Regions from separate parts of the Mus musculus genome. Here all the other regions are linked to region 2. The links are chromatin contacts, called in public HiChIP or PLAC-seq and promoter capture Hi-C maps. All regions are on one chromosome and are shown on one strand. The core of a region is the stretch at or near the end of the contact, and the rest is flanking DNA. Distances in the headings are between cores, read along the strand shown.

Region 1 (5,592 bases), core at 1,355-3,854, 450 kb after region 2:
GTCTGAACCCATATACTGTTTCATTGGGCCCTAATCCAACCAGTTTTTAAACTTCCTTCCTTTTTTCCTCTCTCTCTTTCCCCCCTTTTACACATAAACAAGAACTCCTTTGAACTAGACCTTGCTAGGTCACAGAAATAACAGGTTCAAGCCCTGTCTGCACCTAGCATGACTGTTGCTTAAGACTCACACCCTGTATCCATTAGTAATGGAATGCTAAAGTCTCCAGGTCTGTCCCCGAAGTCCACCTCTGAGTAGTAGAAGTCTGTCTTGTTTTTTTTTTAGAACCCCTGTCCCTGATGTTTGCCAAGCTCCTATCTCACCTCATGCTGGGAGCTTGCTGAGGACTGACTGAGCGCCCTGACACTGGTGGTACTCAACTGTTGGGATGGCTTTAGCACCCAGGAGGACTGGCCTGAGAGGGATCCTAGCGCTTGTTGTGGGGAGACTCCTGGAAACCTTAGTTCTCTCTGTCCTCTCAGGTTTGACACCTGAAGGAGCTCAGATGATTCAGGTGTCATCTTAGCTTGTTCCCAGGTATGCAGGCCTGGTCTGGCTCCAAAGGTGGCCCTTGGCCCAGGTAGACACAGGAGAAGTGGTGAGTCTGGGGGTTGGTGGGAAGTGACTCATTGGCCAGGAATCAAGCTGACTCGGAAGGAGGAAGAGCAGAAGCCCAAGGCCGTGTTGGGTCAGCCTGGGCAGATGGAGGTGGGAGAGAGAACATGCAGACTAGGGGAGGCAGAAGAGGGTGATGGGGTCAGAGCAGGGTGGACCCTCAGCTTCTCACTCAAGGGTCCTGGAGGAATTCTGTTTGCTGTGTGACTGTGTGTGCATGGTCACTGTAGACACTGTTCCTCTTGTGGGAGCTCTGAAACTCACCCGGGGCCAAGATCTGGAGAAGAAATAAACTCTCTCTCTCTCTCTCTCTCTCTCTCTCTCTCTCTCACACACACACACACACACACACACACACACACACACACTTATATTCTAGTGCAAGCTGCTATCTTCTTGCCTTGGTCACAATGGCATAGAACCAAAAGCAGAGGTGGGGTGGGGTTGGGATCTAGTCCAGTTTCTGGGACAGAACCAAGCACCCGTCTCTCAGTTTCCCTTTCTCATTTCAAACTTGGAGCTCATAGCTGCTACAGCTCTGTGAAACTACAGAATCTTAAGGTGCTGGGATTTCCGAGTAGAGGGAGAGGAATGGAGAGTTCCCAAATCCCTCGGCAATGATTACAGCCAGCAGTGGAAATCAAGTCAAGCTAACAGTTTTCCTTGCCCTTGGATTCCAGGCTAGGCCAGAGAAGATACCATGTAAGGAATGAGCGAGACTGCCCTCCCCCACCCCTCCCCCTGCCCATGACTCACTGGACTGGAATCTTCTTCTCCAGTTCTGGTATTTGCTTGGAGTTGGAGACTGGAGGCTATGGGCCCGCTGCAGAGCTGAGGAGGGAGTAAGAGACCATTAGCTGTGTAGGGGAGGAATTTGTCTCCCATGGCTTACTCACCAAAAGTTAGCAGGAAGATGCTTAGGATGGGCGGAGACACTTCTTATCATAGTGTACTTCTCTGACCCCCCTCCCATTATTCATTAATTCATTCATTCATTTACTCACTCACTCATTCATACACACGTCCATAAAATAATTATATAGGAGGCTGGGGAGATGGTTTGATTCCCTGCAACCCAGATGAAATGCTGGGAGCAGGAAGGAAAGCCTTCCCCAGGAAAGGGCACATTAATGAGTTGCCCAGTGCTAACTGGTCAGGCCTGGAGACACATACTAGTAACACTATATAAACAAGACAGGTTATTTTTAGAAATATATCTGTATGATACAAATACATATATGCATGCAATAGCAATTAAGGAAAAAGGCCATGATTTCAAGTAGAGGAGGGAGAACTGTCTAGGAGAGTCTGGAGGGAGGGAAAGAAAAGGAGAAATGTTGTAATTAGATTCCAATCTCAAAAAGTAACCTGGCTGTAGAGGCATGTGTCTGTAATGGCGGTAGTCCTACAGTGAGATGGGAGAATAGAAACATCAGGAGAGACCCTGCCCCAATAAAGTAGAAAGTGAGAACTGACTCCTGGAAGTTGGGTTCCTGCGGAAGCACTTTTGCAGGGCCCTGTGTGCTTCCCCTCTGCCTGGCTGGGCCTTGAGCACAGGCACTGGCCGCCCCGAACCTCAGAACAGATGTGGCATCCAGCTGCATCCTGTTCCTGTGCAGGGCTCTCAGGCACGGGCCCCCGTGCTTCCATCATAGAGAAAGGAGGGGCGTGAGCGCACATGTGAGGGGCAGAAGGTAGAACTGGGAGGTATGGGGGAGGAAGAGACCCCCAGGAGGGGTCTGGGTGTGGGAGAATGAACAGGGAAGGTTCGAACACAGAACTCTTTGGATCCAACACCTCTCCAGTGAATGTTCTCTCACCTCACTTAGACATCAGCCCACCCCTGTGAGATCCCACCCCTGTGAGATCCCACCCCTGTGAGCTGACTTGAGCACTGCCATGCCAGCCACTACCTGGGTTTCCTTTCTCAGGACCAGAACCTTCAGCTCCTTAGGGTCTCTGCTTTAACCTCAGTGGGATAGTGGAACTGATGGCTCAAGTGCCCCACTGGTGGTAATAGGCCACGTAGGCATAGTTTCACCATAGTGAGGTCATAATATAATAAGAGTCCTAGGTCAGAGGCCCGGCTCCATGGGTTCTGTGAAGCTTGGGTCGAGACATGTCCCAGGAGGCTCAGGTATTTGAATGCTTGGGCACTGAGAGGGCTGGACTCGGAGAATGTATAGCCTCACCCTTCTTCCCGTTCACTTTCTGCTTTGTGTTTGCTATTGGAGAGGTGAGCTCCCAGCTTCTTGCTCTGGCCGCCACCGCTGCTTGCCGCCTGCTGTCAGGCCTCCGTGCCATGCTGGACTCTCATCCCTCTGGAACCGTAAGCCCAAATAAATCCATCCTTTTCTAAGTTTGTCCTGGCCATGGTGTTTTACCCATATGTCAAGCTTTTCCCAGAGAAAGTGAGCAGACGCCATTGTGAAAATGCAGGTTAAGTATTTTAAACACCACAAAGCAAGCATTTGAGCCCATCTCTGGAGTGCTGATGTGAGCTCTGGGTTTAATAGACAAAGATCTGGGTCAGGAGGCAAGAGAACAAAGTCCAGGTGGGGCTGGTTAATCAGTGTTTTGTTCTGGCTCTGCACAGTGACTAGAAGAAACATCTTAGTGCTTGAGAGAACAGGCCACGCCCTTCTCATGATCATGGAGGCTGGGGGTGGGCTGTGTGCGATCTCATCACCGTGACCGTTTGCCATGCTCTGCTGCTCTGAAATCTAAGGAGTGACTGTAGGTTAGAACAGTGACTGGAAACCTGTAGACTTCTTTGGGGGCCTGGAACAGGACTCTATAAGGGCTAAAAGTAAGCCAGGATCACTCTCTTCTTTATGCCTTCAACCTTGGCAGGTGGGAGAGATGGGGCGGGTATCACTTAGTTCAACACAGACGCTTCTGAAGTGATTGACACTCAGGAGTCTGGCCCAAAGCTTGGACAAAGACAGAAGCAAATTCAGGTAGAAAGGCCGGGTTTCCTTGCTCTGTATCAGCCTGTGGGCCCAAGTGAGCAGCAGCATTGGTCTCCTAATTTTGAGATTATAATATAAGCACATCATCTCTCCCTTCCCTTTCCGCCCTCTGGACTGTCCCATGTTCCTGTCCTTGCTCTCTTTCAAATTCATGGCCTCGGTTTTCCCCCAATAATTGTTGTTACACACACACACACACACACACACACACACATTCCTAAATATAACCTGCTCTGTTTGTATATTACTCGTATGTGTGTTTTCAGGGCAATGGGGTCTTGTGTTCTTCCCACTCTTTCTTCCCCTCTCAGCACGCCTTAGTTGACTCCAGTTCTTTGTGTAGGGTTGAGTCCACATGGGCTTTCCCCCCACCCACGTTGGCATGTGGATGTCCTAACTCGGCTTCCGTTTAGGTAGTCATGTTGGTGAGACTTCATGGATGTAGCATCTGACATGACTAGGAAACACAATCTCATTGAAAACATCCCAGTTCTCTGGATCTTACAATCTTCCTGCTCCCTCTGGATTCAGCACTTTTCAGCAAAAGAATCTGTCTGTCTGTCTGTCTGTCTCTTTCTGACTCTGTCTCTGTCTCTCCCCCCGCCCCTTTTTTCTTTCTCTTCCTTTGTGTTTGATATGGTCTCACTATGTAGCGCTGGCTGGCCTGTATCTTGCTGTGTAGACCAGGATGACCTCAGGCTAGCAGCAACCCTCCACCCTCTGCTTATCAAGTGCTGAGAATACAGGTTTGCATACCCACATCGGGCAAAAGAAATGTCTAAGTAACGTTTACAGCAATGGTTTATTGAGCAGTGTCAAACAGCACAAAGCTTAGCTGAGTCCCTTCTCTCAAGCTTGCACTCTGTGTGTACTACTACATAGTAGTATGTTTGCATGTAGGTTTTATGTTCGTTTTTAAAAATGTGTATGAGTATTTGCTTGTATGTATGCCTGTGTACCATGTGCATGCCTGGTGCCCTCAGAGTCCAGAAGATGTGTCATAGTCCCTGGAGCTGGCAGTACAGGCAGTTGTGAGCCACCATCTGAGGGCTGGATCCTCTGCAAGTGCTCTTACCTTCCGAGCTATCTCTCTGGCCCTACTCTGTGTTATTTTAAAGGATCACTGTTGGAGCTCACAGTGCACAACCTGTTTTGGGGAAAGGCGTAGAGGGCAGGAATTTAGCCAGATGTCATTGATCTGATTTCATTGTTGCATACTAGCAATGTTCTTCCTTCTCTATAGCTGTTGTCAAATGACCACTCAAAGATGAAGAAGAACTGACTTGTTTAGGCTGGCACAACTTGGGGACAGATTGCCCTCCTTAGTTGTACTGATTTCTGTCCACGAACTCCATGAATTAGATATATTCGCTTAGTGGCTTGGGCAGGTGCTGGAGCCACTTCATTCACACACACCAGCAAGCTGCCCTGCTGTGCTGCCTAAAGCGCAGGCATGCTGACCTGCATCGATGCACTTGGGATTCTTGTGCCAGTGCAGACACTTGATCTTGCTCTAGCCCACGGAGCCTGGCTCTGGGATGGTAGAGATTTAGGACCATGCCTTTGACGTAAGATTAATAGACACCACTGAACTGGGTTCTCATGCTTTGGATTTTAAGTGTCCCTAAAGGGCTAGCGTGTGAAAAGCTTGGTCCTTAGCCTGTGATGCTGGGGAAGGCGGTGGGAGCTTTAGGAGGCGGGGTCTAGGGCAGGGAAGCTGGGTCACTGGGCTTGGAGCTTTGAAGGACCTTGAGGATCTTTGCCCCTTTCTGGTTTTCTTTTCACTGCTGAGATGCCACCAGGTGAGCAGTTTTCTCCACCATGGTGTGCTGCCCCACCACAGGCTCAAAGGCACCTGGGCCAGGAGACCACAGAGACTGACATCCCACCACGGCAAGCCAGAGTCTTGCCTGCTTGTAAGTTGTCTATCTCAGTGTTCCCCCTGCTCCCTGTCCCCAGCAGTGGAACGCTGATCAAGACACAGAGAGTTTAAGGGAATGTTTTC
Region 2 (4,842 bases), core at 2,035-4,534:
GCATCCTGCTGTCCAGGGACTTCAGAACAAAGGTGGTCCCGATAGTCCCTTTCAACTGTTTCTTTCAGGCACACGTATGTTTAAGTTGGGTTCTGCTAATGGTCTGAAAATAAGATGCATCACCATATTGATCCCTAGTTGATGCTGTGGTAGGGTCTCATGAGAGAAACGGCCCATCTCTGATCCAGGTTAGTACTACTAAGGGACAGCATTGAGGCATTCCTGCCACGGAGCTGCGTCCCCTTCCATGATGCACTGTGTTCCTCAAACCATGAACCACAAAAATCCTTCATCCAATAAGTTGCGGTGGGCAGGTATTCTATTTAGCAAAGCCATGTGAAGAGTAGCAAGTATACCCTTCCCGTGTCTATTCTGAGGGAAACGTGAAGTCCTCCACGGAGCACTCCTGTATGGGGATCTTGTACAGCTCCAGGAGGACGAGGAGGGAGCTTTCCCACACCATGGCTCCGCTTTCCATATCTCTGTAGCCATGCTCCCCTAAAACACTCTTGCTCTCCTCTCTTGCTTGCAAGCTCCTATTCACTGCATTCATCCCAACTGCCTTACAACTTCCAGGTGGTCCAAAGGCAGCAGAAATGAAACTGGATATTTATTTATTTATTTATTCCTTCACACCCAACAGTAAGCAGTGCGCCCCTGCTGTGCCTGAATTCCCCACTTCCTACAGCAGAGACTGCTCTACAGAGTCCCCTTGCTTCCCTCTGACCCCATATTCAGCACCTTCCAACTGCACATGCCAAAACATGTTTTTTAAATTAGTTAAATGAATAAACAAAGAAAAAGCTCAAGGATCATGGAGGCTGGGAAGTCCCAGCATCATCACCTGGACTCAAAAGTCCTTTCTGTTAACAATGTCAGAGGTGCACACAGTTGAGACCTAACACTGCCAGTGTGGCCACCACTTGCTCCTTCCTTCTTCATGCCCCACCCCCCCACCCCCACCCCCACAGAAATAGGGACCCAGTCCAAAAAGAGAGCTAATCTCAACCTTAACCCAGGAAAGCCTCGTTAATGAAAAACTTCGCTAAGAACACTCTGTCTGTTTGTTAACTATTTGGCCTTAGAGAAGTGTGAAATCCACACATGAGAAGTGCTAAGAACCACTGGTCTTCACGGAGACTCTTTACTGACGCACTGATTCACATTCTGGGCGTGCCTGCTTCCAGCACTGAGCCTAGGGCAGGCCCACCCTCTACCTAGCTTGTTTGCTGCTTTTTTTCTTGACTCTCTCCCTCCCTTCCACATCCCTCTTTCTTTTTTCTTTTAAGTCTCAATATGTAGCCCTCGCTGGCCTGGAATTTGCTATATAAACCTCAGAGCCCTAGATTGAGGCAAGATGGTCTGCAGTGCTAGTATCGGGCCAACTAAGGTGGGAGGGAGGGAGAGCTGCGCTGAAGCACAGCCTGGGGACACAAGTGCTGGGATGCTGTCTCCCAAGGTCACCTGGCTCTGGGCCATGTGACCTGATGTTACTTCCAAGCCCTGTGAGGTCAAGCTAGAGAGAAACCAGTGGCTTGGAAAAAGTCCTTCGTGTTTAGACAGTGACTGATCACATTTAACCACATCACCTCTCTAGAAGGAATATGGAATTCGAGAGAGTCCATTGCTTTTATACCTATTATATTTCTAATTACCCAGGTACCACAGATATCCTCCCTACCTTGCAAAACAAAACAAAAACCTAGATGTGCACACCACCTTTGGCCTTACCCGCCACTTTCTGCACACACTTCCCTGACACACCCTTTTTCCTCAGCACCTGTTGGGAGCTGTTCCTTTTGGATAAAATGACTAGCCTTCACTCTTTCCTGCCTCTGTGGTCCACCCAAAACTGCTGAACAATAATGTCTAAGTTCCTAAGACACCACGGCCTAGGACATCATGACCACTAGAAGGACCTTTTGATCACCAGTTCCTGACTCTCTGGATACTGTACAAGAACTGCCTGGTGATATGGTATACGGATTTGCCCAATTTCCTTGACAAATTCTGGGCTTCATGAAAGCAGGGGCCATATTCTGATTCCAGAGACTACTGTCTTCCTGGCTCACAGCACCTCAGGAGAGGCTACGATCGGCCGCCATACTGATGCTGGTTTCCATCTCTTCCTGTAACACTTTTACTCTGAAGAGCAGCACGGTGGGGCAGAAGAAGCAGTCATCTGATGTGTTCTCTCCACGGGGAACATGAAAGAGCTCCATGCTGGCAGAAGAAGGAAAAGCCAGGGCTCCCGTCCTTAAGGTACAACAGGATCTGGGTGGAAAGACTGTGGAATACTGAACTACCTGTGACTTTCCCTCCCCTCTGAGCGGCAGGTGAGACAAAGGACCAGAGGTAGGATGAGTGTAATAAACTCAGAAAACTAAGAACCTTGTATCTTCAGAATCCATTCACCCATCCGCCATCCATCCACCCACCCACCCACCTACCCATCCATCCGGCCGACACAGGGCCTCCCCACGATGCCTAGGCTGGTGTTGAAAATTGTCTATGAAGTTATCTCTCAGTCTTAAGCCTGGAGTAGTTGGCTGAGAGGCTTGTATTGGGACACCTGGCTTTCCTTTTTTTTTTAAAATTCTGGTGGCCTTCATAGCTTTTAGAAGTAGCATCTGCCCCAATCCACCTGACAAAAAGGTAAGTTGGCCTTTGAGAAAATACTTTCCAGGAAACATCTTTTCTTCACAACAGGTCAAACAGGTAAGAATCAACTCACTAACTCAGGGCCATATGCTGGGTATCCATAATGTTTTCTAAAGATAGAAGGACTATACATCTGCTAGCTCACCCACTACACTCAAGAGCCCATGCGTCATAGCCTTATATGGCTCTAGCCTTGAATTCTGCTTTGTAAAGATATCTCAAAGTGAAATTATCCAGCAAACCCTCGTGTGGATAGAAGGTTCCACAAGTCAACAACCGCTTAAGCAGTTTAAACCAACAAGCAAGATGCCTTCTATTTAAATGCTATGAGCGAATCTATTTTAAGCCTTTAAAAATCCTCCGGGCAGGTGTTTAAGCTGTGTACTGACTGCGCCTGTGGAAGCTCTGGGGTGGGGGATGGCAGGCTCTACTCTCCACGCAGGCAGCGTTTTGTTCAGACAATCTTCCTGCTGCAGGTCATGTGACAAAGGGCAAATAAACAGCATCTGGGGATTTTCAATTACAGACCTTCGCCCAGCATGCCTGCACTGTAATCTCTACCAGATGAGGCCCAGGCCTCCCTATTTTCAATAATTCACACACTGTGTACACAGAACATGACAATAAGGGCATTCATGGTGCGGCCTGATTCGCAGATCAAAGCTAGCAGAGGGCCAGGAGGGCCAGCTGTAAGCAGGCTCGGCTGCTGGATGCTTCGTGCTTTTCACAGGCTTGGAAAGGCTCTCCCCGGGACCTGGCAAGCCGGCCTCTTTCCTGAGTTGTATTGCTGAGCAAACTCTGAACTGGAATGGGGTGCCCTCGGGGACTGCGAGAGAGGCAGCCAATCCATGTGTATTTGGGAATGCTGGGAAAGCCACACAGCTCTGAGCCACTCCAAGAGCTGCCTCCTGGCTGGTGCACGATCAGGGTAAGAGTTCCTAGGACGGGTGGTACCTAAAAATATTCGGTCTAAAAACACTGTATGATACCTGGACAGCCTAAACCAGGCACTGTGTCTTCCCATTTAACCTGCAAGGCCACCCTGAGGACAGGTGACAAAGAGTCTTATTTTAAAAGTGCGTCATAGAACCTCAGGTGTGGGAAATCTAAGATAAGACATTCATTGTTACTAGTGATAGCTCTACAGTTAATTAACTCAATTCACTCACACGTGGTGACCAGTGTGCATTTAGCCACTGTGTATTGCGCACATGCACACACCTTGATGTCTAAACGCACAGGCTTCTCAAATCCTAAACATTCCAGATCCTGCAGAGGAGACTCTAGTAGGGACAGGACTTCCTCCTCCCGAGATTTCACACTATTCACTGAGGGCAGGAACCAGGAGAAAGCCATAATGGTGACTTCCTCTTTGCAAACACACGCTGCTCACCAGCTGTGACTGTAAGTCCTTCCCCCTTTTCTCTCTCATTCAGAATGGTTTCCTCCTAATCACAATAATTCTGAAAGTGCTAAAACATATCAATCGTTGGCTAAGCCTCGCCTACAAAGGGGCCAGCCGGCTGGCTTTTATGGCCTTGTCCGCAGCAGCTGATACTTCATTCAGCGACAAATCCAATTTGGCAGTTACAAGAGGGTTAGCATCCCTGAAAAACTATTGGGGTTGATCTGGCGCTCTGAGTAGACACATGCTCCCTCCCGGACATGCTGCTCTGCGGGTTTGTCTGCGGCCATACTTGGGTGTCTAGAAACAATAGTCTTTCTTGCACCCCCAAACACAACCCCTACGCCTGTACAATCTGATGGTGGTAGTGGTGACAGAGGAGGCAGCAGCCAGGCTAAGTGTTGGTGCAAAGTGACTAGTGGGCTTTATGGATGGACTCACTGACAAGGGAAAGTAGTAGTCACTCTACTTGTCACAGATTCCTAATACTGGGCAAAAGGAGATTGCTCTTAAATCTTTGTGTTTTAGGCCAGCTCTAAAGATGAGAAAATGTTAAGATTTTTTACCATTTGAATAAAATCTGCTTTGTAATAAGGACTCAGAACTAACCGAATCTGAAATTAAACTGCTCTTTCAAACATCAAATCGTGCCCCATGAGGGAGAGCAAGAGATTGACAGAAAGAATATTCATTTTTAAACGTTTACGTTCTTTCTAGCTTACTAAAGTTCAAGAGTCTCCAGAGAAAATAACTTAAATAATTCAGTCATAAAAAGA
Region 3 (5,281 bases), core at 2,266-4,765, 330 kb after region 2:
TGAAAGTTGTGCAGCTTTCATGGGCTGTCACCAATGTTGGGGCGGCTTTCAGCAATGCAGCAGCTTTTGAGACATCCCTGCTCCTGTAAGTAACCCCTCACCCACACTTCTGTTAGTGACTCCCAAAAAAAACCCTCATTGCCTCACCAAGTTGGACACTGGTAGTTTTGTTTGTTCCCATCATCTTCCCAGCAACAGAGTCCCACAACACCTCGAGACTGTGCCTTGCTGATTGCAATCTCCAGGCCCCAGCCTGTCTGACTTAGGAATGCTGAATGGGTGAAAAGTGATGGGCCTGGTGTACACATTAATGTTTGATCTTCTCTGCTCTTCAATGCTTTCCCTGAAATTTCCCTCCTTTCCTTATGAAGTACAGCGACCTAAGCAAGAAGGAACCCAAGGGGCCCTAACATGGTGCATCAAAGACTTATCATGACCTGGCAAAAGCACATGGATAAACTCCGCCTTTCCCTGCTTCCCACCCGCCTTTGACCATTGCTATGCCGACACTCTCGCATCCTCTTCTAGACACTGACACCGTCTACAAGAGACACTCATTCCTGAAGGGAGGTCCCACCAGCTGCAGGAAGCCCTGCTCCATCACTGGCGAGATTTCTCCCAGGACAGGGGAGGTATAGAGAAGGCGTCACAGGCAAAGATTACCTGCTGTGTTCTGCCTTTCCCAACCTTCTCACCCTAGAGCTTCCTAGGTGTGCACTGAGTGCAGGCACAGGTGCTCCCCAGATGGCTTGCTTAATTTGGCAGCTTGATGGCACTGTACTTCTGACCAAGGCCATTTGCCTGCCCAAGAGACTCAAAGGTAGTCACAGAGCGGCTGTATTTGAAGATTTTGTCTAAAACGTAATATTTCATACTGCTAATAGTAATAGAAGCTTCCTTGTAGCTTTGCATCGCCTTGTTGGTGATCCAGCATGACAGAAGCTTCTAGACACTTTGAAAAAAACATGCCTTCAGGCACCAAAATCTGCTTTTCAAAACGGATCATCTGTGGTGGGAATCGTTTCCGAAACCCATTGTTCAAAGGCTGAGCAGAAAAGCCACACAACAAGGCCAGTGTTGGTTGCTGTCAACTGTCAGTTTGCACCAAAGCCATCACATATTCATATTGACGGCTTTATTTTTCCACCCCAGGCAGGGGTCTGAGCAGGGTCATGAAGACTGATCAAACTTCAGCAAGCAGGGAAGGGAAGGGCAGGTGGAGGGCAGAAGCTCTCCCGTCACACTTAACGGCAATAAATTCCTGACCAGTCCCATTATCTCATGCTGTCACTGTCCCTGTGTCAGCCTGCTTAGCTAATGCTGCAAGGAGTTATGGGTAGTGGTCTAGAGAAGTGACAAACTTTCAAATACTATTTCCTTTCTCGTTTGCTATCTCTACTGCGTTAAAGTGACAAAGGTTACCTAGTGATTTCGCTCCTTGTTCTCTTTATCTTCCTTTTTGTGCTGTGATATAGCTTGAGTCCTCTTGTTTCTTTTTAAAAATTCTACATTAATAAAAATGTGCCTTCAAGGTGTTTTATTTCAGACTAAATATATCAAATCTATTCATTCCCACATATATTTCCCCATTCTGCCACCCGGGAGTGTCCGTTGCTCTTCAGTGATAGAGCGCACCAAGCCCAAAGCTGTGACCTTTCACCTATACTATGGAAAGAGCCTCTGTCTGCTTGTTCTTATTCTGACAAACTTGACCAGCCACTTAAGGTCCAAAGATATAGTTATATAGCCAAGTGGGAGCCACTGTGTAGTCTCTGCAGGCTCAGGATGATCTGGGAGTTTCCTAGTCCCTCCATAAACATTCTAGTCACACCAGAGTAATTGCCCATTTTCACCGGGCCTTGGCTACTCAACTGGAAAGTTGAGCATATTAATAATAGCTATATAGCTGGGTGTGGTGGAACATTCTTTAATATCAGCACTTGGGATGTGGAGGCAAGGAGGATCAAGAATTCAAGGCCAAATTTAGTACATAGTGACTTCAGGTCTGTACTACATGAGACCCTGTTTTTTTTTTGTTTTGTTTTGTGTTTTGTTTTGTGTTTGTGTTTTTCAAAAACATAAATAACGCCTAAGGTGTGTAAAGTCAGAGTATTAAATGAGCTAATACACATTTATTAGATGGGGTACTATTAAGCACATAAGCTAGCTTAGAAAAGCTATCATGGCTAGGCTTTAAAATCTCCCTGCAAACTAACGTGTTGATGGCTCGGTCCTGAGGGTAGTATTTAGAGGCAGGGCTTTGGATACAGGACTGAACTGAGGATTCTATCCTAAGCAGTGAGTGAATCCATTGATGTACACACGATTTGACGACATTATTACAAAAAAGGTAGGGCCTTTTTTTTTTTTTTAAAGATTTGTTTATTATTTTATGTAAGTACACTGTAGCTGTCTTCAGACACACCAGAAGAGGGAGTCAGATCTTGTTATGGATGGTTGTGAGCCACCATGTGGTTGCTGGGATTTGAACTCTGGACCTTTGGAAGAGCAGTCAGGTGCTCTTACCCACTGAGCCATCTCACCAGCCCAGGTAGGGCCTTTTTTGTCCATCTGTCTGTCCTGACTGCTGAGGGAGTCCTCGACCATGGGTTTTGGCTCACGCCAGGCCTAGGTCAATGGAGCCAGTTGACCATGAAAGAAAGCTTATGAATCCATGGCCCTGAATCTTTTCTCCTTCTATTGTTTTTCTTAGGCATTTTTATCATAGTGATGTAGAAAATAGAAAAGTGGCTAGCATACAGCATCTTGGAAAACATATAATCAATTGATTAGAACTCAAATGCCCAGGCCTGGACCACAGGACCTTACCCGTCATCAGGCCCCATCCAGGCTCACCCCATAGAACTCCACCCTGACTCATCATGCTCCAGTCACATACTAGCTTTTGGTTGCCTCTCTAAGGAACAATACAACCCACACCTCAGGACCTTTGCATATCTCAGCTTAACCTGTCATCTGAAAAACCCTGCTCATTGAGAAAACCAACTGCAGGTATCCACACCATTCTCTCCCCTTTATGATACTTAGCACGATTTGTAGCTGTGTAGCTAGTGGTTGGTTGGTTTGCTTAAAACCAGCTTCTGCTACTAGACTGGGAACACCATGAAACCAGGGAAGGCTCTCTCTCTCTCTCTCTCTCTCTCTCTCTCTGTGTGTGTGTGTGTGTGTGTGTGTGTGTGTGTGTGTGTGTGTGTCCCCAACCCTGAAGCTTCCATTCTCAGCTCCCAGGAACTACTCAACAGTTACCCATGCCTTGAATGGAAGAGGATGGATAGACAAATTTGACAGCCTGGAAGATAAGCATGGCCCCTTGTGGAAACCCTTTTGTTTCTTTCTCCTAATGAGTTCACTAAAGCTAATCTAATCCAGCTCACTAAAGCTGATCAAATCCGCCCCTGGCCAGAATCTGGGTTTTGCCTGAGAGTAAGGTGAGAATTACTGAGTCACCCAATTGCTTACTCAGAGAGGGTTTCTGAGTGTTTGCCACATACTTAGCAGCACAGAGCAGCTTGTGTTAAATAAATAAACAGACCTGAAGCCTCCCTCCACCCTGTCCCTACAGGGATGCTGGACTCAGGGGACACACATAATGACACAGGAGGCAATTAGATAATAGGATACAGCTAGGATAATTATTTGCCATGGTGAGTGACACACTTAAGGAAAACACTGGGACACAAGCAGGGAGATATCACTTGTGGGTACTTAGAGGAGCGTGTCCTCAGGACCAGGACAGGTATGCAGGAAGTCACCTTCTGCAAAGTGTTGGGAAGAGGCCACACGAGCAGGTTCCCTGGTGGGGTTGTGTCACTGACCTAGACTGACTAATGGGGGTCCAGTGGGGGAAATGCTAAAATCTCCCAGGGGAGCCCCTAAGACTCCAGGAAGAGGGGAGGTGATAGCTTTTAGGGGCTTTTGTTTGTTCTTGATGAATCATGGGATATCTACCATGTAGCACTTAACCTAGTGCTAACTAGTCTAGGTGGTGTATATTCAACTGTGCTTGCTGACAATCCATGTATACACACACACACACACACACATACATCGGAGAGAGAGAGAGAGAGAGAGAGAGAGAGGGAGAGAGAGAGAGAGAGAGAGAGGAAATTATCTGAATAGTTTAATAAATCATAAATAATATCCTCCCAAAAGTACAGGAAAAAGTCTCAAAATCAGTTACAAGCAATCTCAGAGGACAGAGAATTAGCACCACTGAGGTAATAATTCAAAACTTGTACATGAAATGTTTTGAAATATAAGATTATTCTGAGCGGCTGGAGGCATGGCTCAGCAGTTCAGGGCACTGGCTGCTCTTCAGAGGACCTGGGTTGGTTCCTAACACCCACATGACAGCTCACAAACAGCTGCAATACCAGTTCCGGGGGATCTGACCTCTCTTCTGCCCCCATAGGCACTGCACCCATGTTTACTATACATATACACATACAGGCAAATACTCATATACATAAAATTAAAATAAATCTTTAAGGAATGTTTTAGCAGATATGGAGGAAGCCATCAATAACATTCAACTAACTTACCCCTCCCTCCTTCCTTCTTCCTTTTCTTCCCTCCCTTCCTCCCTCCCTCCCCCTCCCTTCCTCCCTCAACCTGGGGATTAAATTCCAGCCTTCCACACACTAAGCAAGCATTCTACCACAAAGCTACCGTCTTAACCCCTTTAAAAAAGAAATTTGAATTTTAAATAGGATCTTGCTAAATTACCTAGGCTGACCTTGAACTTGTAATCCTCCTGCCCAGTCAGTCTCTTTAGTAGTTGAGATTATAGACATGTATCACTTCCAACATTAATTCTTTATAAGAATTCTTTAAAATCAAAAGATAGGATATTTCCCTCTATAAAGTTAGAAAAGGTGGGCTGCCAAGATGGCTTGAAGTGGCTTAAAAGCACTTGATGACAAACCTGATGACCTGTGTTTGATAGCTGGGACTCATGTGGTGGTAGGAGAGAACAGACTCTTGACTTCTGACCTCCGCACATATGACATTGGCTCCCACATGCTCTACCCCTATACTGGCTGGTTTTGTGTGTCAACTTGACACAGACTGGAGTTATCACAGAAAAAGGAGCTTCAGTTGGGGAAATGCCTCCATGAGATCCAGCTGTGGGTCGTTTTTTCTCAGTTGGTGATCAAGGGGGAAGGGCCCCTTGTGGGTGGTGCCATCCCTGGGCTGGTAGTCTTGGGTTCTATAACAGAGCAGGCTGAGCCAGGGGAAGCAAGCCAGTAAGCAACATCCC
Region 4 (5,689 bases), core at 2,506-5,005, 310 kb after region 2:
CCTCTCTCTCTCTCTCTCGCTTGCTTGCTTGCTTGCTTGCTTGCATCTGATCTTGAAGGCCAAGGTGTGAACTACTCTGGAAGGTAGTGCTACAGAGAGTGTACCTTCTAAGGTCTGGAAGAAGGTTAGGTCTGAAGGACCTGAAACCTAGGATCCTCCTCTCTGGCTGGTCTGTTGTTCTAGATGATGGAGGAAGGGTTTTGTTTTGTTGAGCTGGGGTGGAAGAAGATGGGGGTGATGTGTGGCTACCTCTGGTGCTAATTCCTCTCTTTTGGAAAAAGGGCACTCCAAGTCCCCACTGACCCTCTAGAAGCCCTAGAAAGAGAAATCGTGGGTTATAGTGTCAACCCCACCCATGGTCGGAGGACAAAGGGCATTTTTCATACCTGCCAAATCAATGATCATAATATCATAAGGAGTCTAATATTCTTCCAACTAGCCAGAAGCTAACAGACCCAGTATATGTAAAGTTACCTGATGGCCTTTAATTAAAAGACTATGTGACCAGCATCAAGCTGCGCCCCTTGGATACATTATCCCATTTAATCTATAGGATAGAGAATCTCCAAAACAGAGTTTATATCTTCCCTACTGCTTAACTTATTAGCGCAGAGAAAAAGACAAACCTACAGCTCACACTGTAGGACTGAGCTCAAAGGTCCTGATTCACAGCAAAGGAAATTGAATTAAGCCATGTAATGTCAATTACTGTCATTCATAATCTTATTAGAGCTCCCCAGAAATAATACAGATATCAAAGTCTAGCATTACCTACGTGTTTGATGTAAATAGGATAAAATTATCTAGGTTCTGAAAATATCCAGATAGCAGACAGGGAAAAGAGGGATCTATGTAGTCTTCTGTGTCATCAAATTTCATTAAGCAGGGACAAGGACGTCTACCTCCCTAGGAAAGCAGGTTGTAGAGACTCGAGCCTGTCTGGAACTCTGGGGGGCTTACCACGTGCTTTAAACCACTCAAGATCAGATACCTTCTTGCTTGTTCCGATAAAGTCCAAGAGAAGATTCAAATATCCAAGTGGGCTCAAACCAGATTGGGGGAGAGGGGCCTAGGACAGTTCTCTCATGGGCAGCTTTGAGGGCTCAGGGAATGAAGGAACCACAGAAAATACCCAAGCAAAGAAAATATGACATACTGGCCAAGCCACTGCCAGGCTTCCACTTGCCCATCTAAGGATGCCAGACACAGAGCTGCTTCCTTCTCTCTTCATCACAGGGCATACATTGTTGCCAGACTGAAGGTGAGCAGGGGATTCGCTAACAGCATAGGAAAGAAAGCAAGACTTCTACAGTACAGTAGAGGGAGACTGGCAATAATTTTAAATGGCACCAATTTATAAACATAAGCCAAATTCCACCGAGTCTTGTTTTCTGTGCATCTTCGATGGATAGTAGAATGTATCTACTCCACAAGGTCCCAGCAAAGACAAAAGAAATGACCATGCACAAAGTTCTTGATGGAACACAAATTAAAGGGCTGCAGAGATGAAGTTGGTGAAGTGCTTGCCTCTCAAGTACGAGAATCCCCAATCCCCACTCCCATCTCAAACACACACACACACACACACACACACACACACACACACACACACACGAAAGCTAGGCACAGTAGCACACATCTGATATCCCAGTGAGAGGTCATCAGAGACAGGCAGATCCTTGGAGCTCACTGCCCAGCCACTCAAGAGAGATTGTCTCAAAAACTGGGGAGATGTCTCGATAACAGTGCCTACTCCTCTCACAGAGACCCCGAGTTTAGCTCCCAGCACCCACAGCAGCGTGGCTTACAACCACCCTAACTCCTGCTCCAGAGGATCTGATGCATCTGACCTCTGATGGCTCCTGTGTTCATTTGTATACAGCCACACACAGACACACATGTATCCATGTAATTAAGACTAAGGATGACCCCTGACGTGGGCCCCCGGCCTCCACACACATTCACACAGAGGTATCCACATCTTCACATACACAAACATGCAAACATGCACAAACATATATACACAGTTTAAAAGTCAATACACAGAGGCAGGCGGATTTCTGAGTTCGAGGCTAGCCTGGTCTACAAAGTGAGTTCCAGGACAGCCAGAGCTATACAGAGAAACCCTGTCTTGAAAAAAACAAAACAAAACAAAATAAAATTTAAAAAGTCAATACAAATTCTTCTCATTTACCGTTCTTACTATGGGAGCCGTTCTTACTATGGGAGCCGTTCTCATCAGCTATGGGTTTGTGTGGCCTAGGGCAAGCTACTTTCTCTCCTCTTGGCTTTCTTGGGTTCCATACTCTTGGGGTTTTAGTAAAATAAGGGAATAGTGACCTAATAAGAAGTGACTATGCAGATATGATGCCGTGGAACCATGCCTAGCATGTCAGCTGATAATGGTGATTATTAGTTTGCAAAACATCCAGAGAGTGGCCTTGCTGTGAAGGCATGTTAGCACCTGACACACTCGAAGTATAGCTCCAAGCTCAGTACAGGCACAGCTGACCATTGCACTGGGAAATCCTTGGCTACAGGGAACTGTCTTGCACACGGAGGGACTTAATGGCATCCCTGGCCTCTCTGCTCCATGCCATCCTCCCTGTACATTGTCTATTGTCCCCTGCCAAGGGACATATAAATGGCCCCTAGAGAGAACAACTGATGTGGCTGAGAGGCTTGAAGAAGAGGAGGACAGAGTTAGAGTCTGCAGGACAGAGCGGAAGTGAGTGAGCCCACTCAGCTGTCCACAATGCCGCCTACAAGAGAGGCCCTTCAGTGGTTGGCCATCGATAATATATGACCTTTTTGATAAACATAAAAATCTATTTATTGAGATTGAAAATCTCAAAACAAGTTAAACATCATGAATAACTCAAATTAGAGTTGCTGTAACACACGGGTGCCTTTTCTTTGTTTGGTTTTGTTGGGTTTTTTGTTTTTTTTTCTGTTACATGCAGTTCTCCCCTGCATCAATTCCGATAAAGCTGTGTGGCCAAATGTCAGCTCACACTGATTTACATAAAAGAGCAAGAGAGGAAGGGAGGAGAGGTGGAGCAGGGCAGGGAGGGGAGGGGAGGGAAGGGGAGGGGAGAGGGGAGGGGAGGAGGTAAGACGGCCCAGTGAGCATCTGAGTGGGCACAGGCACTTGCTGCCAAGCTTGACAACCTGAGTTCCGTGATGAGAACTTACTTGGTAGAGCAGGAGAACCAACTTCTGCACACTGCCCTCTGATCACCACAAGCACACGGTGGCATCCATGTGCACACACAGGCACACACAGAAAAAGAAATGAATGCCAAAAATGATTTTTAAAAAGGAAGAAATTGGAAATGGCTCAGTGGCTAAGAGCACTTGTTGCTCTTGCAGAGCACCTGGGCTTGGTTTCTAGCACCTACATGGTGGCTCATTATCAGCACTTTCAAAACTGGCCATGGTGCCTGTCATCCCAGAATTCAGGAGGTAGGGGTGGGAGGTTCAGAAGTTCAAGGCCATTCTCAGCCTCAAAGTGGTCTAACTGGGACACAGGAGACCTGGCTTCACACCCCTCCCCCAAAAGGTCATAGGTTAGGTTTTTCAAAGTTCACATTTGCATTATGAGTGGTCACCATCCATTTCCACTTTCACTTTTAGCAGATTCGTATTTGAGGTTTTAAAAATACCACAACGCTCTATATTATCGATCGTATTGACTTTGGCCACAGTGGGAGGGTTGTGATGTTACACAGAGGCTGAAGCACTTTGGTAGTCAAGTGTAAACAGTTACGTTATAGGGTTCTCATGAGATAGGGAAAGATCCTCATCACCGCTTACAGCAAGGCACTTCTGCATTCGTGGCTCACATTTAGGGAAGACAGCCTATGCACCGCCATTCTGGAAGCCTCTATCCTTATCAGAGGGATCTCTCTAAAGAAGCAAGCAGTAGTCACTTCTGAGATCTACTGTTCAGCACTCTGGGGTCCTGATTGTGTTCTTAGAGTTCTCCATTTGGAGAACTTGCCTCTGGTTAGAATGTCTGAGACCAACAGCAAAGAAACAGTGGGCCAGAACAGGATGCACTTCATCCCAGGAAATGAACAGATGACAAAGTTTAGCTTCTCACCCGATCCTTATAGCTGGACCAGACTAGCTGCCATGTGGTCACCATCCAATAGTGATATTCTTGTGTTTTTGTCAAAATACATCTTCCCACATGTTTATAAGGTAAGTTCGCTTGATGTTTAATAATACAAAGCATTCACTTACCCTGGCTTATTGCAATACACTTGAACTGCCATGCACCTGTTGGTCATTTGGGCTATGTCGGTGTAGCTAGAATTAAGTCAGCTGATCTACCTACCTTCCCTGTCTGTCTCAAGTGTTATTTTCTTGACTCTCTTTCCAGAAGTAGAACTGTTGGGTCAGAAAGGAACATCTTATGATCTCTTTGCTTTTGTAACACTGCTATATAGGAGGAAAACCGAGAAGATAACTCATAATGTCCTCTTCAAAGCCCAGGTGGATATGTGTCCACAAAACTCTGCCCAGGTTAGATTCGATGGCTTTTACTTAGTTTTGGCAATGTAGTAAGCATGAAAGGTTGACTCCCAACTTTTAATGTGAATTGTAAATTTTTCCTCTTAAGACTTGTTTACAGTTTCCATGTGTGACTTGTCTGCTCTTATCCTTTGAACATTTGTTCAATGAAAATGTGTGTGTGTGTGATATGTAGGTACATGTAAGGACATGCATGTGTATGTGTGGGTGCATGTGCATACGTGTGGAGGCCAGAGGTCAACACTGGCTGTCTTCTCCATTGCTTCCCACCTTATTTTCTGAGATAGGATCTCCCACTAAACCTAGTGCTCACAGAGTGGGGTAGACTGACAGTGGATTGGCTCTCTTTCTACCCCAGCACGGGGTTACAGATGAAACCATCACACCCAGCTTTGAACACAGATGCTAGGGATCCAAACCCAGGTCCCCGGGCTTGCCTGGCAGGCATTTATTGCCTGAACCATCTCCGTAGCCCTCAAATGAAGACTTCATCATGTCCTTTCAGATTTTTAATAAATTCTTCCCAAAGTATATGGCTATTGAGATGTTGGTTGTCATGCTTCGCCGTGCCCCGTTTATTGCCTCTCCATTCCTTTGCTTGTTGATTTTCTTCATATACCCAAAAAGGTGTTTTTTTAAAAATATAATTGAACCCATCAAACTTGTCACTGATAATTTCTTCAATTGCTTCAATAGTCAGAAAATTGTCTTTCCTTAACAATTGGGATAAGTGTGCCATTAAAAAAATTAGCTCTTTAAGCCATCTGGCATTTGTTGTGGTCTAGGGGATACAGTGACCATATTTTCTGAGTCAAAAATTGGAACATGTGATCTGACAAATGCCAATGTTCTTATGGGTAAAATGGGACAGAATATTTGAAATTGAGACCGTACTGGAAAATTGCAGACATGTGGCCCCCATATGTAAGAAACAAGCTGCTATTTTAAAGGGACAGTGCCAGCCCCTGATCTTCCTAGCTCCCACCAACATGAAGCAACAGAGAGTTTTAGCCTGAGGCCCAGCCTCACCTAAGGCCAGAACCCAATCTTACTAAGACTGTCAAGGTATCAAAGGGGCCAAGGCCAACTAAGATGGGACCCAGGGTTCTTTAAATGACAAGAAGTCCTGTTTCTGTCCTCCCAACCGGTC
Region 5 (5,008 bases), core at 1,197-3,696, 420 kb after region 2:
TTATCTGTGTTGCTTTACTTACATGATCAGTAGCTCCGACTCATATCGCATTAATTTATTCTTCTCCAGAACCAGCTTAAACCATTCCTGCAAAAGCTGGGCTTCATCCTGTGTCCCTGAATCTGCTTAAGAAATCAATGGCAAATGGGTTAGATTGGCATTTCTCGCCCCATGATCAAACTGCTTCCGAGCCACTTTAGCGGGCCATGTTTATGGCAAGCAGGGCTCAGCAGGAAAGCAGTTCCTGGCACCCTGTGGATGCTTCAAGGTCATGGGCATTGCAAATGAAACCCACCTGAGCCTGCTCTGGGGGAAGGCCTGCTGGGCATGGAGGATAGGACTACTTCAATTCCAAGGTCGCATGCCCGTGATGGCTAATGTCCTTCCTATAAAGGACTCATCTCCTGCCTACTTGTGTGTCCATGAACTGATGTCTGTTTCTGCATCAGAGAAGCCCTAGCTGCCCGGTGGTGACCTTTGTTCATGCTCTTCACCCCTCTGCAAATCAAACTCCTAACGAGTGCCCAGGTGGTGTGTGGTCCCTTCCCAGCCAGGGATGGTCACACGACACTTGATCAAAGGCTGGTGACTGGCATTTTGATTGTTTTCCCCTGAAGAAAAGCCAAATGATGAAAAAATACAATTAGGATTGAATCGAGTGAGAGATAAATGTGTACTCCTATATCATTAGAGATACTCCCTTTTATTGAACATAATTATGCACCAAGTGCATGCCTGGTGCCCACAGAGGCTAGAAGAAGAAACCAGATCCTTGAGAGTTGCTGTGTGCACCCAACACTTGGGTGCTTTTAGTTACAGAGACCTCTCTCCAACCCCTGATTCAAGATCACAAAAGTATTCTATTGATTTGGTTTATATCAAAGCCAGGGTTTGAGTGATTGTTATATTTGCTATCTCTAGACATTTGGAGAAGGTTCTGTCTATCTACTGAACAATAATATTGTCCATTAATCTTCGTGACCAGATCAACTCAAATCACAACAGAGAAACCTTGTGGAAATATAGAGGAGGTAGGGAGATTCTCACACCTTTGTCCTGTGATCCAGTTACAGACATGGTTTTTAACAGCCCTGGTCACTGAAGTTCATATTTATTTACAAAGGAACCCTGGCTTTCCACAATAGCAATGGTACATAGGTGCTCTGTGTTTCGTTTAGGTAGCGAATCTTTCCTTAACTCAGTTCAAGACTTGGTATGCATCTCATTACATACCTTGCTGAGTGTGGAGAGGGGCACCTGATATCTTAGCACACGGAAGGCTGAGGTAGGAAGATCGCCACAAGTTCAAAGCCAACACAGTAAGTTCCAGGTCAGTCTGGGACTATGTAGTAAGACCCTGTCTCAGAAAATTAGCAACTAACCAATTAATAACTAAAAGACATTAAATACCACCCTGTTTGTTCTTCTGTGATAGGGAAATCTTTTGCCCGACTGACAAATTTCTTTTTTAGAAAACGTTTCTGCGTGGATGAGTGCATATGAGTGTGGGTGTCCTAGGGGTCTAGAAGAGGGGCATGAATGCCCTGTAGTTGGAGTTTTAAGTAGTTATGATGTGCGCACTGGGAAATGAAATCCTGTCTTCTGTAAGAACAGTATATACTCTTAACCTTTCCTCTGTGGGGCACCTGTACACACACACACACACACACACACACAGGCACACACACATTTAAGAATAGTAAATTCTTTTAAAAAGAATCTAAATTCACAGCTCTTCTATTTTATCATCCATCCAGAGACAATTTCTTCTAGATGTTTGTTTAATGTTTCTATATTAAGAACCATTTTCCACGATAGAGAAAACAGAAAAGCTGCAAGTTGGAAATGCTGTTTCTCCTTATCGTCTAACAAGATACCATCTGCCACCAGCCCTGGGCTTCCCCTTCCTTGTCCCCGATCCAAAAGAAACAGCTTTAAAGCACTATTTTACTGTTTGCAGAGAATCTTTCGGTTTTGTTTTTCAAATTCAATTCGCTCTGCTACACGGACGCGCCTGATCTACTTAGGCAATGATAGTCACCTGCATGATGTGTCCCTGTGTCCCTGTTTCCATCTCATGTGTCCCTTATGGAACTCCTGTCACGGTGGAGACATTTCCTAGATGTCACAGCGACTTCCCCCGACATGTGTGGAGCAAACACAAGATGAACTGAGCCACTTAATTTTCCTTTATCAGCACACTAAATTTGTGATCTTATTGGCTTTGGTTCAGTTTTTTAAAGCCTTCTGTTCTTTAGCAGACAAAGTCGTTTTGGGGGACTCTGCAGATACAGCTTCTTGTAAGGGTTTACAGGTGTCCCCCGGAGGCTCCTGTAGCTGAACATGTGACCTCTAGCTGTTTTGAGAGTTTGTGGAATCTTTAGGAGGCCAGGGCTGGCTGGAGAAAGTGGGTCACTGGGGGCAGGCCTTGAGGCTTTAGAGCCTGGCTCCACTTCCTGTTTATTCTCTGCTTCCTGAATGCAGATTCCATGTGACCAGTCACCATGCCTTCCCCTCTCTGCTTTCACTCCTTTTCAACCAGTGTGCCTTCCCCATCATGATGCACTCAATCCCCCAGAAACCATAAACCCTTATGTTTATCTTGTCAAGGTATTTTATACAGGAGAGTAACTAAGATACCAGGAAACCCGATTTTTCAGTGTCAGATATGGGGAGATCTTGCTCTCTTAATTCCAATAGTGCACTGAAGGGTTTGTCCCACAGTTTCTGCTTATCGATTGTCCCCTATCACATTCTGCCCTCGTGGGGCCTACGAAGCTTAGGGAGCTTTACCTCTCGATGTGGGTATGTGGGGAAGGGCATGGACTTCTAGGTCAATCAGGCTTGTGATATTCTCCAAGTCACCTCTTCTCTCTCTGCCTTGGTCTTCCCCATGTTTTGAAATGAGGAGGCTGGCGGTGCTACCTCGAGTGTTGGTTAGGGCTGCTAAATGAGAAGGTGCGTGGGGAAGTGTCAGCACGATGCTCTGTACATAGTAACACTTCAGTAAACTGCCCCTTTGCTCCTCAGTCTGCCTCCCTGTGTCTAGGTGTACAGCTCCATCAGGGTTAGTTTCCATTCATCTGTAAAACTCAGCGAGGTGGTTAAAACAAAACAAAACATAAAACTTTGTCTTCTAACAACTTGAAACCACCAGCAGCACCACCTTAGCGGTACTTTTCCTTTTCCGGCTCATACAATGGAAATGGACCATCTACAAAGACGCGAATGCATGGTGCCTATCCAGGTTCCTTGCTTTCCTGTGTCTACCATTGTTTTCCAGTGGCTTCAGCTGTCACAGGCAAAGCCCTTCCTCCACAGAGCAGTGACTCCTGACCTGGAGGGCTGTGTGACCAGAAGGCAAGGTGGCTTCTGGCCATGACCAGGACAGCTCAGTTATTTAACTCTTCCTCTTCCTCTTACCCTCTGCTTGGATCTTCTGTCAAACGTCTTTGCTCCTGAATTCTTATCATGGATCTTTTTAGACACATTGGAAAGATTTCACTTGCCATAGTGAAATCAACACTCAGTGTCTGGGCAAGATGGTGCCCACCCCCAGCACTTGGGAGGTAGAAGCAAGAGAATTGTGGGTTCAAAGCCAGCCTGAGCCACATGTGATTTTTGTCTGAAAAAAAACAAAACAAAAACAAAAACCAAAAAACCAACCAACCAACCAACCAATCAACCAAAACAAACTAGAGCTTAACACAAACAAACTTGTTAATTGTCATTTATAGTGACCTAGTTTTCCCCAAGAGTGCTCTCAAAACTACAAAGCAAATTACGTCAGTCTCTACTGAGATCCAGTGACCCTCAGCATCAAATTCAAGTGACCAAGCCTGGTGTACCCTAGTCTTTGCTTACCTGGGCGTGACTGGCATACAGCGTCCAGCTGTTTGTTTTCTGAATGTAAAAATAGCAACAACAACAAAAATGTGTACAATCTGTTTGAAGCCATTCTGGTTTTGTGTATATTTTCCTCTTGAGGGACTGCCATGCCCCTAACTGCTTGCAGATTGGTGTGTGGTTTTACCAGGTCCACTCTTGTTCGCCATCTGGCTCAGAAGTCATTCTTTAGATGTGACTATTTTTTCGCCTCCTTAGAATCTGTGCTAATCTACTGTTCACTGCAATCTTGTTAACACGCTGGATATGCTTACTGGTGCTTGCTGGCATTCGAGTGGTTATGGCGGAACCCTCAATGCGCTGCGTGGGGCACCTTCCTCAGAGTGCCTGTGGTTTCAGGCCTGCCTTCTGTACTCTGGGTTTTGTCTATACATGGCAGGCAAGTGCTTTAGCAATTGTGCTCCAGGTCAACCCACGTCCTCTGACTTCTCATGAGCTCCAGGCTCAGTTCACAGCTGTCTCGATCGGCCTCAGGCCCCAGAGTTTAGAGTATAACTGTCCCCACAGCTCCTTGCATACTTTAAGGATGATCCACAGATGTTTGCTGTAGGGTTTCAGGACTAAGTCCTATTGCTGAAAGATTTTTTTTTTAAATCCCAAGTAGATGTTGAATTTTTTATTACATTTATTTATTTATTATTGTGTGCACACACTTGTGAGGGTCAGAGGACACCATGAGGGAGTCAGTTCTCTCCTTCCATCATGTGGGTCCTGGGGACAAAACTCATTGTCAGAACAAAACTTGGTGGCAAGTATCTTAAAGCCCCGAGACAGTGCCCTGGGCCATGGGTATTAAGGTTTTTCAGATAAACTTTGCTCATGAATTGAAAACATCATAAGGTTTCCTTTACTTCATTTTTAGCTTGGTGGTTCTAAAAGCCACGCTTGCTTATATTATTTTTTGAACAGTTGGATTCATGTTCACTGGATCCAATGATTTTACCGTTTGAAACCTCTGTCATATCTTTGTCTGTCCTGATCATTTCTCCTCTACTTATTTGTTTTATTTTAAACAACCAACTTAAGATTATCTCTAGTCTTTCAACACAGCCCTCAAAGAGGTCAGTGGTCAACCTTTTGACACTGTGACAGGATGTTGCCA

What was found. HiChIP or PLAC-seq counts read pairs in DNA pulled down with a chosen protein or histone mark. Capture Hi-C pulls out chosen DNA fragments and counts their contacts.
Region 1: a FOXA1 HiChIP or PLAC-seq map of pancreatic cancer cells shows a contact between it and region 2. The contact joins the promoter of Micalcl here to the enhancer-like site in region 2. A contact is called at or near these places in 5 of 39 promoter capture datasets (hippocampal neurons, liver, stem cell-derived epiblast-like cells and 1 more), 2 of 15 datasets of contacts at CTCF or cohesin (the NIH/3T3 cell line and large pre-B cells), 5 of 484 Hi-C or Micro-C datasets (the N1E-115 cell line, liver, muscle stem cells and 1 more), 9 of 115 datasets of contacts at active chromatin or transcription factors (differentiating embryonic stem cells, embryonic basal ganglia, embryonic forebrain and 6 more) and 2 of 9 other capture datasets (adipose tissue and pancreatic islet).
Region 3: a contact with region 2 is called in an HNF4G HiChIP or PLAC-seq map of pancreatic cancer cells. The contact joins two enhancer-like sites. A contact is called at or near these places in 8 of 115 datasets of contacts at active chromatin or transcription factors (embryonic basal ganglia, embryonic hindbrain, embryonic limb bud and 4 more).
Region 4: an H3K27ac HiChIP or PLAC-seq map of hepatocytes shows a contact between it and region 2, with 5 times the contacts expected there. The contact joins two enhancer-like sites. A contact is called at or near these places in 1 of 484 Hi-C or Micro-C datasets (the N1E-115 cell line), 5 of 115 datasets of contacts at active chromatin or transcription factors (embryonic basal ganglia, embryonic stem cells, hepatocytes and 1 more) and 2 of 9 other capture datasets (embryonic stem cells and pancreatic islet).
Region 5: a promoter capture Hi-C map of pancreatic islet shows a contact between it and region 2. The contact joins two enhancer-like sites. A contact is called at or near these places in 2 of 484 Hi-C or Micro-C datasets (the N1E-115 cell line and nephron progenitors), 16 of 115 datasets of contacts at active chromatin or transcription factors (astrocytes, cardiomyocytes, differentiating embryonic stem cells and 9 more) and 6 of 9 other capture datasets (adipose tissue, embryonic stem cells, embryonic tail and 3 more).

What each region holds. Positions count from the first base shown.
Region 1 is chr7:112,371,869-112,377,460 of GRCm38.p6, reverse strand. Micalcl (MICAL C-terminal like) reads right to left here and starts at 2,604. Exons shown (of 10, transcript NM_001381862.1): 1 at 2,092-2,604; 2 at 1,372-1,446.
Region 2 is chr7:112,824,848-112,829,689 of GRCm38.p6, reverse strand. All of the region lies in intron 2 of Tead1 (TEA domain family member 1), which reads right to left. Among named protein-coding and RNA genes, the nearest start is that of Rassf10, 130 kb to the left of the region's middle. Within about 2 kb of position 3,284, at least 183 of the 459 cell types and tissues checked have an H3K27ac peak or open chromatin away from gene starts, as enhancers often do. A contact at or near this core is called in the N1E-115 cell line, adipose tissue, differentiating embryonic stem cells and 14 more, where this site is marked.
Region 3 is chr7:112,490,130-112,495,410 of GRCm38.p6, reverse strand. All of the region lies in intron 1 of Parva (parvin, alpha), which reads right to left. Among named protein-coding and RNA genes, the nearest start is that of Gm45998, 41 kb to the right of the region's middle. Within about 2 kb of position 3,515, at least 44 of the 459 cell types and tissues checked have an H3K27ac peak or open chromatin away from gene starts, as enhancers often do. A contact at or near this core is called in pancreatic cancer cells, where this site is marked.
Region 4 is chr7:112,512,822-112,518,510 of GRCm38.p6, reverse strand. The region is part of intron 1 of Parva (parvin, alpha); the gene reads right to left. Among named protein-coding and RNA genes, the nearest start is that of Parvaos, 20 kb to the left of the region's middle. Within about 2 kb of position 3,755, at least 7 of the 459 cell types and tissues checked have an H3K27ac peak or open chromatin away from gene starts, as enhancers often do. A contact at or near this core is called in hepatocytes, where this site is marked.
Region 5 is chr7:112,402,674-112,407,681 of GRCm38.p6, reverse strand. Micalcl (MICAL C-terminal like) reads right to left here. Exons shown (of 10, transcript NM_001381862.1): 8 at 23-122. The region is part of intron 1 of Gm51494 (a long non-coding RNA gene); the gene reads left to right. Among named protein-coding and RNA genes, the nearest start is that of Gm51494, 9.1 kb to the left of the region's middle. Within about 2 kb of position 2,446, at least 10 of the 459 cell types and tissues checked have an H3K27ac peak or open chromatin away from gene starts, as enhancers often do. A contact at or near this core is called in pancreatic islet, where this site is marked.